Regions from separate parts of the Pan troglodytes genome. Here all the other regions are linked to region 1. The links are chromatin contacts, called in public HiChIP or PLAC-seq maps. All regions are on one chromosome and are shown on one strand. Each heading gives the region's core, a stretch centred on a gene start, on an enhancer-like site or on the middle of the called end of the contact. The rest is flanking DNA. Distances are from core to core; before and after follow the strand shown. Region 1 holds the start of SMUG1 (single-strand-selective monofunctional uracil-DNA glycosylase 1). Region 2 holds the start of HOXC5 (homeobox C5). Region 3 holds the start of HOXC8 (homeobox C8).

Region 1 (3,459 bases), core at 440-2,939:
CAAGAGACTAGAAATAGAGATAAATTTACATAAGTAGAGAGGGGCAAATAACACAGGCAGAGAGAGACACAGAGAGGGAGAGGATCTGGTAAAAATTAAAGCTCAGGAAATTATGGGCTTCATGAGGTGGATGATTAATTCCATTTCCAAAGTCTTGCAAGGGTCAGGGTAGTTTCTCACCCTTGATGTCAGCAGGTCACTGCTCACAGCTCCCTGAAGCTCCTACTGCACCCATTAAGTTTTTGTTGATAGGAGATCAGACAAGTCCTGGGAAGGGAATAGCATCCTTTTTCTCTCACTTCTTCCTGTTCTGGGGTTTATAGGTCTCCTTTTCTACCACTCACAGGGAGACCTTGCTTCTGTGATTAGAGCCTTGGCTGTGCTAAGGTGTGTGGAGATTGTGGGGTGGGAGGAATATAGAAGATAACTAACCTTAGGGGGTTCCCAGTCTAATGAAAGTTTTAGAGTCAGGACACAGAACCAGACCCAGATAGAGCACAAGAACAAAACTAGGAATAGGACAGATTTGGACATAGATATTGGGATGGGGGAATGGTGGGGGAATGGACTGTTAGGTGCAGCCATGGGATGAGGATTGATCAGGGAAGCCTTCCTGGACAAAGTATTTGAGGGAGAAGATTTGGATGGAAGAGTGATAGCTAACTTTATGTGTCTACTTGAGTGGTCTAAGGGACACCCAGATAGCCGGTAAAACATTATTTCTGGATATGTCTGTGGAGTGTTTCTGGAAGAGATTTGCATTTGAATTGGTAGACTGAGTTAAGAAGATCACCCTCATTAATATGGGTGGGAACCATCCAATCCCTTGGGGGCCAGTAGAACAAAAGAGTGGAGGAAGGCAAATTCTCTTTCTTCATGAGCTGGGACATCTATTTTACCTGCCTTTGGACATCATTGGAGTTCCTGGTTCTTCGTCCTTCAGGCTCTGGGATTTAGCAGTGAGCCCCCTCCCCTGCTTTGGACTTTCCTGAATTATACCACCTGTTTTCCTGGTTCTCCAGTGTATAGACAGCAGAGCGGGAGACTGTGGGACTTCTTGGCCTCCACAATCCTGTGAGCCAATTCTTGGAATAAATCTCGTCATATAGATAGATATCCTGTTAGTTCTGTTCTCTGGAAAACTCTTGACTAATACTGAGGTTATAGGGTTGGGCAGATAGCAAGGCAGAGAAAGAAGTCAAAATGGTGACACTCTGGAGATGGGCTTGGACAGTAATGGGGGATGCTCCTTGCTAAAAAGTTGTTAGGAGCTACCAGAAATGTCTTCGTGGATGTTCTATATAAGTAATGGCAGGCTGCAAAGGAGAAGCCTCTTATACCCAGGGTGGCAGGGGGCCTAGAAATGGTCTTTAGCTATTGTTAATACCCTCAGGTGGGTGAGGGATTGGGGATGGTTGAAGCTTCCTGATTTGCAATCCCTTCGGGAAAATAGTGAATGAACTTTTGGAAGGGCGATGCCCTTTAGGGATAGAACCCAGGATTTCCTAGGTACTTACAGGCTGTGGCTTTTCACTTCTCAAGACTTCCTGATTTAACGCTGATGGAAAGATTAAACTACAATTCCCAGCGATATTTAGGGCTAATTTAGCGCGCCTTCCGGGATTGGAGCATTTCCGGCGGAAGTGGCTGCGGGTACGCCAATCTCCTTCCCTAAACAATGTAGACTACGACTCCCACTGTCCTTAGCGCCGGGGGTTGGGTTTGGGGTGGGGGAAAGGAACCGGAAACTGGATGGGGAGCTGGACCAGGTGAGGAAGTAGGGGGCTGGGAATCCGGGACTGTGGGGGCAAGTTGACGGCTCCCAGGGTCGTCGGGGCTGAGCCGAGAGGGTGGTTAGAATTTCTATGTTTTGGGGTCCCTCCCTCCGTATGGGGTAAGACTCAGTGCAGGGAGAGCCCAGCCTATGAAACCGCCTGGGAGGTCTGCAGGATCAAGGCTTTCCAGTCGGCCGGAGCCAGCGGGCGCCCCCGGAGGTTTTGTATGGTGCCTTAGTAGTCGGCCCCTTTGGAACCAGATGAAATGCTCTTTTTGAGTTTATGCTTTATTATTATTATTGTTTATTTATTTTTCTGAGACGGAATTTTGCTCTGACTTCCAGGCTGGAGTGCAATGGCGCGATCTCAGCTCACTGCAGCCTCCGCCTCCTGGGTTCAAGCGATTCTCCTGCCTCAGCCTCCCGAGTAGGTGGGATTACAGGCGCGCGCCACCATGCCCGGCTAATTTTTGTATTTAGTAGAGACTGGGTTTCACCATGTTGGTCAGGCTGGTCTCGAAGTCCTGACCTCGTGATCCGCCCGCCTCGGCCTCCCAAAGTGCTTGGATTACGGGCGTGAGCCACCGCGCCCGGCCTATGCATTATTATTATTATTATTATTAATTATTATTATTATTATTATTATTATTTCGTTTAAGGATATTTATTATTGTCCCTTGGACTCCCAGAGTGCCTCCAAAGGACAGGGGAGTGCATATGTGATTTCGATTCCTTCCTCACTTCCAGGATTTGATGTCAGAGAAGTCTGACATCAGTCTGAAGTCGGCCCTTGGTGGTCAGCCTTATCGCTTGGTCCAACTCCGCTGTCTTTGTGCTTAATGTAGTATGACACCGTATTTTATAAAATATCTACATTTCTTAAGCCTCTGGCTTTTGGGGCGACTTTGGGTAGAACTTACAAGTTCCTCCTTTGGGTTCTGTTAGTGTTTTGTTCCGGGTATTAAAGCTCACATCACACTGTATTACAGTTAGTTGTTTATTTGCCCTCACAGCAGATTATGAGCTTACGGAAAGCCTGGCCTACATTTTACTCTTTTTGGATTTCTTCCTCATCAAGAGACTGCTGCAGTGCCTGTCATGTAAGAGACTCATAAGTATTGAAAAAAATAAATGAGTTAACAGGTGGTAGGTTGGATGGAGTATGTGATTTTCCATAGAGAAGAGAGTTAAATGAGTTGCTCAAGAGAACCTTCTTAGAGATGAAACAGGAGTAGAATTCAAATCAATTGACTTCCAGCCTGTGGCTCTTGCTATGAGATCAGGCTTTGAAGTTACGGAACAATGAAAGTAGTGTCTTGCCACTCTTTTCCCCAGCCTTGCTGTTTCCAACACAGGTGTCTAAATGTCAAAGGTGGGCTCAAGACTTCTCGAGATTCTAGAGCTGGAGCAGCCAATCTGCTAATGTTGGTGTTGCATGGGGAGATGCAAAGCAAGGTCCCCTGAAACACTGGCGTTCTCCACAGCACCCTTCTCAGCTTTTGTATGAGCCCAGTTTGTCCTGGGTAGCCACCTGGACAACAGATCAGTTAAAGACTACTGAGACAGTCAGGGAAGGACTTCCTAAGTTGGGCCTCTGATTTTTTTTCTCTCCCACTTCCCCTAGGCTAGGGTGAGAAAATAGGTTTATCAAGCTGTTGTGTCAACCTTGAGTTCTCATCTTGGAG
Region 2 (3,498 bases), core at 103-2,602, 160 kb after region 1:
ATGCAGGCTGTTTGGGATGGATCTGGAGGTGAGGAGCCAGGTGGAGTTGGCTAGACCTCACCATGCTAGGGTCCCCAGAGTGGCAACAAGGCAATTTTCAAGTGTGTGTGTGGACACGGACAGAGCCAGACAATGGTCTAGAGGACTGCTCTGTCTCCCTGTGTGCGATCCTTATGTGGTACCTATGCCAGAGGTTTTAGACAGAAAACAGATGTTAATTGAGGACATGGAGAAGCAAGATTGAAGCCTCCACAAATATTACGTGAGCATGGCAGAGGAAAAGGCCCGTTATGTGCCCTTTGGGGGAAAGGTCTCTGGGCTAGGCTTTCCAGGGACCTGAATCCATAAGGTCCACAAGAGAGCAATTTCTGAGCTACCAAGAGGAATGGGGCGGACCTGGGGGGTGGGCAGGGCAGGCGCCTGGGTAGCCTTCGCAGGGTATCTGCAGCCATTCGGCCCCATCCTCTTCCCCCGTAGCCCCAAGTCTCATACTTCCCTGCCTGCTTCTTCCCAGGAAATCTCCGCCCCGCCAGGAGAAGGCCCCCTCCTCACTGGTGGAGGCACTGGAGGCGAGGGTGGGGGCGCTGGAGGGAATCTGAAGGGCCCGGAAAACTCTGGCGGATTTTTTCCCTCCGGAGACCCCCCTCAACACCTCTCCCTGTAGGCCCACTCAGGTTTCTCTGGCCAGGCTTGGAGAGAGAAGGCCAGGGTTGATAAATGGTTAGGGTCCGGCTGCGCTCCTCACCCGCCTCTTCAGCCGTTTGAGGAGAGAAAAGTAAGGAACCAGCCCGGCTGGAGCTGTAATGAAGAAGGAATTTTGTCCCGGCCACGTCAGGAGTCCCAGAGCAGGCGAGAGCTCAGTTTCCAGGCTTTCTCTCTCGAGATGTCCTTGAATCGCTCAATCCCTGCCGACAGGGCTCCAGTCCCGCGGTCTTCTCTTTCCCTCCGCTCTCCGCCTCCGCCACGTTTCGCAACAGCCAGCTTGGCGCGGGCCTGGGGCTTGCTCTCACGGCGCCCCCCGCCTCCAACTCCCGGGAGTGGGTGGAGGAGACCCTGGTGCCTGGATAGTGCTTCTTTACTGGTCTTTCGGGGCGCCTCGGGGTTCGGACGCCGAGGACACCGGCTGCCACAGGCAGGAAGAAAGGCCTGCGTGGAGTTGGTGCCCAAACCGACTGATCCCGGCTCCCCCCCGCAACAAAATCCTACGCGGCCTTTTCCCGCAGGGTGTGTGTGTTGCTCCGCGCAGGGAGCCCAGAGAGGCCTCCCAGCCCCTCAGTGCGATCGCGAGAACGAACAGAAGGCCGGGGCTGGGCGCCTGGGCTCCGGGGAAGGCGAGTGCAGAGGGCTGGGGGCTTGCAGGGGGCCGGCAGGCGCGGGAGCGCTTGGAGCCTGCTCCAGCTCTCACCCTGAGGCCGGCGGGCGAGCGAATTAACAGAATTCCCGGTATAAACTTTTAAAAATAATATCAGTTTTATTAAATATTCGAGAACGGACCCAGAGGTTGGATTTATACAGGAGGGTAACACGAAGGGATTTATTTATTTATTTATTTTCTCCTACTGGCTAAACAAACGTCATTCACTTTTTTTCTCTCTTTTTGTAATTTTCCCTCTTTTTTTTCCTTTTTTGAAATTGGATAGGAACACTGACGGTGCTAAACATAAATATAAATACAGAGACCACAAATACAGCTAAAAATCTTCACACAGAAACGGTCACAGTTTGTAAAATGCCATAATGACCCCCAGGATTCTTTAAATACAATTTGCCTGGACTGGGCATTTGCTGGGGCAGAGGGGCTAGGCAGGGACTGCGGGGAGGCCCTGGGGGTTGGTGTGGGGCCAAGGCGCGCCCTCCTTGGGCCTCCGGCGCTCCCCGGCTGCCAGGCCGAGCCCTGAGGCCCTGGAGCAGAGGCCCCAGGCCCAGGAGCCGGCTCTCTGCACGGGGGGCGGGGGTGGGGGCGTCGAGGGAGTAGGGGAGCCAAGTCCTCACTTGGAGGGCAATCTGTAGAGTCTGAGTTCAGGGTCCGAGCCCCCAAGGCCTGGACGGGGAAAAGGGCCTGTAGACAAGCCGAGAACGAGCTAGCAAGGGAGCGAGGAGGAGGAGGCGCGTGGTGAAAGAGAGTTGTGCGGTGAGGGAGGGGGTCCAGAGCTGACTTTCAGGTCCACGTTTGACTCCCTAATTTTGTTTTAGGGAATCAAAACACATCAATTGTGCCAGTGATAAATACAGAGTGTGTGATTAGGGGAGAGTTGGTGGCGAGCGAGGGAGAAAGGGAGAGAGGGGTGGCAGGGACAGTCCTGGTCACTCTTTCTGCTTCTCCTCTTCTGTCTCTTCCCGCTTTTCCTCTTTTCCGCCCAGGCTGTCGGCGGTGGCCCCTCCGCCGCCCCCCGAGAGAGTGGATGTGAGATTAGATTCTTTTTTCCACTTCATCCGGCGGTTCTGGAACCAGATTTTGATCTGTCGCTCGGTCAGGCAAAGCGCGTTGGCGATCTCGATGCGCCGGCGCCGCGTTAGGTAGCGATTGAAGTGAAATTCCTTCTCCAGTTCCAGGGTCTGGTACCGCGAGTAGATCTGGCGGCCGCGCCTCCGGTCCGCTCCGTAGCCGACCCCTAAAGATCCGGGCACAAAACACACTAAAAGCAATCAGCAAAGCGTCCTCTGCAGACTGTTTCGCCTAGCAAAGTCCTGACCCTCCCAACCTAGCCAGCAGCTCACAGCCTCCTTAGGGCTCTAGCCTTCTCCCTTTTGCCTTGCCCCACCCCCACTGGGGGTACAGCGAGGACCCCAACTTCAGACCTCCTATAAGGTGGGACCTGTGTGTCCCAAAGAAAGGTGTGTGGTGGGGGGGGGGGCGGGGGGGCGGGGCAAAAGGCAAACAGAAAGCTGCAAGTCTAAAAGCAGATTTTTGAAAAATCCCAGATAATGGGGATGAGGGCCCCCTTTCTCAAGGACTGGGCTTCCCCATCTCCCCAAGCATCCTAGTTCCTTGGAAACTTCTCCCCACTTATCTGCCTCTCCTCTCCCCCTCCCTTCTCCTCAGACTGACTCCACTTTGGGGGGCTCCCCTATCTTCTGCTCCCTCCCCTCATCCCCTGCCCTGTTCCTGCCCCCTCAGCTCGCCTTGGAGCCCTCCAATCCGTCAGGGGCCAAGGGGGCCAGGCCCCTGCAAGCGAGCGAGAGGCGAGCTGAGGGGGCAGAAGAGGGGGCCCTGTCTCGGCGAGGAGACGAGCGTGATTGTTTTTATGGGGCCATAAAAAACTCTCTCCGCCCGTTCTTCTAGGGAAGCCGGTCATAAAGCCAGTTCAGTTTATTTAATTTATATCTCGGAGCTGTAAAACTCACCACTGTGCGAATTCATTCGCTGCATCCAGGGGTAAATCTGGATACTGGCTTTCTGGTCCTGGGGCGCAGTCCTGCCCTGCTCAGAACTAAAATCCTGAGCGATTGAGGTCTGTGTGTTATGTCCTAAGGTGTTTTGTCTGCAGTTTGAGAGCA
Region 3 (3,344 bases), core at 650-3,149, 180 kb after region 1:
CATGAAAACCCGCGGCCCCCTCCCCTCTGGCTCACGAGTACCCCGCCCGGTACCCCCGAAACTCCCCTCCCCCCGGGACCGAACCCCAGGCCAGCTGGCTCCCCGGGACTGGGCTGGGCTGGTGGGCTGGGGGCTGGGCAGGTTGGGGGGCGCTTCGGTGCTGAGCTCGGCCGGATCAGCAGAGCTCCCGGGGCTGGGGCGCGGGCGGCGGCGGCGGGCGGCGAGCGGGCGGCGGCGGCGGCGGCGGCGCTCCTCACTGTCGGTAGGTAGAGCTCGCGCTCTCTCACTTAGCTCTTTCCTTTAACAGCCCAGGCGAATTCCTCAGACTCCCGGCGGTGGCGGCGCTTACACGCGATTCGCGTTCATCAATCCACGACATGAAGACAGGCGAGAGAGAGAGAGAGAGAGAGAGAGAGAGAGAGAGAGAGAGAGATGGCGGGGGTTGAGGGGTACAGGGCTGGGGGGACCTGGAGGAAGGGGAGGGGAGGAGAGGGGGAGGGATGGGGGTGTGTGGTGTGTGTAGGGGGTGGTGAGCCAGCCCCAGCTAATGGCTGGGGCCAGTTTTCCAGGGTACGAATTTAGATGTGAAGGTGCCTCTCGCCCCCAGCCTCGCTTCTCTTTTCCTTCTTCTGAGAGAGAGAGAGATACCTGAGCCAGCAGGTCAACCCAGGTTACCTCAACAGGTATAAGACCTCCAAGGAGATGAATACCTGCAAGCCAGAGCAGGGCCCCTAACCCAAAAGATGGGCTTCCTAGGGGGTCCCTAAGTCTGGAGACTTTGAGGAGGAACAAGCACACCATACCCCCAAATACTTCAGGCATCAGACCCTCCATCCCCTGGCCCCTCCCCAGGGTCCGAAGCTGTTCTGTCTCCTTCCTTAGATCCAGGAGACTCTCTTGCTACCTGCTATGGGTAGAGGAGAGGGTCAGAGGAGGTGGGGCTGGGGAAAACTCCATATACCCAGTCAGGGCCACACTGCCCCTTCAGACACCAGCCCCTGCATGGAGCAGGAAACCCAGGCAATGGCCACAAGCTTGGCTAGGGGCTCTGAGAGCAAAGCTGCTTATGGAGACTAAAAGGAAAGGGCAGCTGTGTGTCCCTGGTTTCTAGCTGGGCTGATTCAGGACATTTCTTCTTAGGAGACTATTTGCATCTGAGTTGGAGGGGACTGGAGCAGGCCTCTTACTTGTCCCCACATACCCCCATGCCATAGGAAATGCCAGCTCAGCCTGGTGGGGCCCCTGGCTTCACTGCAGCTCCCTCTTCCCCAGGCAGGCTGCCCAGGCCAGGATGTGGATGGGAACTATCAACAACAGACACTCTTTAAATATTTATCCACACTTTCTCTGGAGGGTTCCCCCATCCCCAAGACTGAATACATTCAAGTTAATTCTAATGGATTAAAGAACCTTAGTCCATCAGCACCCTTCTCTGGCCATAAGTGTGTACAGTGATTTGGGCTTAACACAGACAGAGAGAAAAAGGGAGAAGGTGAGAATACATGCATGCTGTGTGCATATGAATGAAAAAGATGAGTAAGAATTATTTTTCCAGTCCTCTCCCTCACCAGGGTGTGAGGCTGTTACACCCAGGAAATCCTAGAGCACACTCAGGACACACACACACTGTACGTGCTACTTTTCACCCTGAGACACATCAAGTCCATGCTCAGTGTAAACTAGCACACACATGCCTGGAAGCATCCCTGCCACCTCACAGACACTGTACGCACATGTGCACACCCAGGCACACATGCACACATGCCTGACAAACACAGATGCATATTATGAAAGCAAAATGCTACCTGTTTTTCTTCCACATCCTGGGGGTTTCAGGGTTGGATGAGGAAGGAGGTGGTTAGGCAACCAGACCTTTTCCTTCCCCATCCGGAGCCCAGCTCTGGAGATGGAAGAAGGAATGGCGGTTCAGGGCAGGATGGTTTAGAGAGAATGAACACCTCCTCCCACCCAACCCAGTCCCCCTATTATCTAAGTAATTGCTGGGGAAATGGCCACTCTCTGTCAAATTCCCAAAGGAGATTCACTGGTGCAGGCAGCAAGAGCTCCCTCCAGGATCCCCTGCATTTGGGGAATCCCACCCCCATCTCAGGAGCTGCCCAAACTCTTAGACACCCAGAACTCTGGCATTGGAGCAGCACGAGGGAAGGGTCAGAAGAGGGCTGTGCCAGGGCTGCAGGCCTCCCTAGGGTCCAGAACAGTGGGGGTCAGGACAGGGCGTCTCTACCCGTACCACAGCTCGCTTCAGCCTTGGCTCCAGCCCTGCCTTTTCTGAGCCTGCTCTTCGGGTGCTGCGATGAACAGAGTGGACTCTGGGCTCCCAGCATCTGGGTCACTGGAGACTGTCATAAATACTTTCTCTTCCCAGCCTGGAAAAAGGAGGCCCAGAGGGCTGGATCCGCTCTGGGGCCTGCGCCTTATCATTTAGGGGGTGGGGTGGGGGGATATTTCGACATTTTATGGTCCAGCGAAAACCCTGCCAGAGAGCTATTCTTCCGGGCCTTTGTGTCTTGGAATGCGACTGTCCCGAGTGTGCCGCCACCGCCGCCTGCCCGGAGAGCCCACCAGTCCCGCAACCCCTGGCCGGACTTGGTTTCCCCTTTTGGGGGTCCCTCACCGTTCTTTCATTTGTTTGTTTGCTTTCTTTTACACGTTATCTGGTTTATTTCGCTCCCCGAGCCTGGAAATAAAGGAACCGAAAGCAGCCATCCTCGCCGAGGCCGTCTCTGTCCCTCTCCCCGAGGCCTGCACCGCCCTCATAGGTACCACGGATTTATGTTCGTTTGTCCGGGTCATTCTGCCTTTTTGTGTTAATTACGCGCTGCCTGCTTTGCACTTATCTCCTCCACAAAGCGATTATTTTTAATGCCTGCCCTCCTGAGCCTTCCGAGCCCGCTGCCAGATCGAGGGCCCATCTCCCGCTGCCACTCGCGAATTATTTACACCTCGCAGGTGAGAGGATTGATTTGCTCAGAGCCAGTGGGGCCGGGCCGGCCGAGGCGCGGGGCCTTCTCGCAGCGGCTGCGGGCCGGGCCTCAAATGTCAGTGCGGCCAGGGCGGCCCGGGGCACCGCCGCCTCTAACATTGAGCAACAGCGCCACCTCGCGTCCATTTGGTCCAATGCAGTCCGGCTGGGAAAAAGCTAACAAGAGGTCCCAGGCTTGCCCCAAAGGTGGGAAGTGGGAGGAAGGAACCTCCAGATGGGTGCTCAAGAGAGAGATTCCCCGGAAGGGAGTTGCCCCAGGACTGCTGTTCTTTTGTTTTCTAAGTTCTTGAAATAAAACCTTGTGAAAGGTTCCACACTGTTTTCTCTTTTTGTTACCCTC

Evidence for each region. HiChIP or PLAC-seq counts read pairs in DNA pulled down with a chosen protein or histone mark.
Region 2: a contact with region 1 is called in an H3K4me3 HiChIP or PLAC-seq map of stem cell-derived excitatory neurons, with 18 times the contacts expected there. The contact joins the promoter of HOXC5 here to the promoter of SMUG1 in region 1. A contact is called at or near these places in 1 of 7 Hi-C or Micro-C datasets (a lymphoblastoid cell line) and 1 of 1 datasets of contacts at active chromatin or transcription factors (stem cell-derived excitatory neurons).
Region 3: a contact with region 1 is called in an H3K4me3 HiChIP or PLAC-seq map of stem cell-derived excitatory neurons, with 6 times the contacts expected there. The contact joins the promoter of HOXC8 here to the promoter of SMUG1 in region 1. A contact is called at or near these places in 4 of 7 Hi-C or Micro-C datasets (blood, induced pluripotent stem cells, a lymphoblastoid cell line and 1 more), 1 of 1 datasets of contacts at active chromatin or transcription factors (stem cell-derived excitatory neurons) and 1 of 1 other capture datasets (stem cell-derived neural stem cells).

Annotation. Positions count from the first base shown.
Region 1 is chr10:41,670,554-41,674,012 of NHGRI_mPanTro3-v2.0_pri, forward strand. It overlaps SMUG1 (single-strand-selective monofunctional uracil-DNA glycosylase 1), which reads left to right and starts at 1,690. Exons shown (of 5, transcript XM_009425239.4): 1 at 1,690-1,769; 2 at 2,788-2,874.
Region 2 is chr10:41,831,303-41,834,800 of NHGRI_mPanTro3-v2.0_pri, forward strand. HOXC5 (homeobox C5) reads right to left here and starts at 1,353. Exons shown (of 2, transcript XM_016923290.4): 1 at 1-1,353. HOXC6 (homeobox C6) reads right to left here. Exons shown (of 3, transcript XM_063785575.1): 2 at 3,346-3,498; 3 at 1,452-2,612. The coding sequence ends at 2,305.
Region 3 is chr10:41,854,247-41,857,590 of NHGRI_mPanTro3-v2.0_pri, forward strand. It overlaps HOXC8 (homeobox C8), which reads right to left and starts at 1,900. Exons shown (of 3, transcript XM_003313642.7): 1 at 1,806-1,900; 2 at 1-344.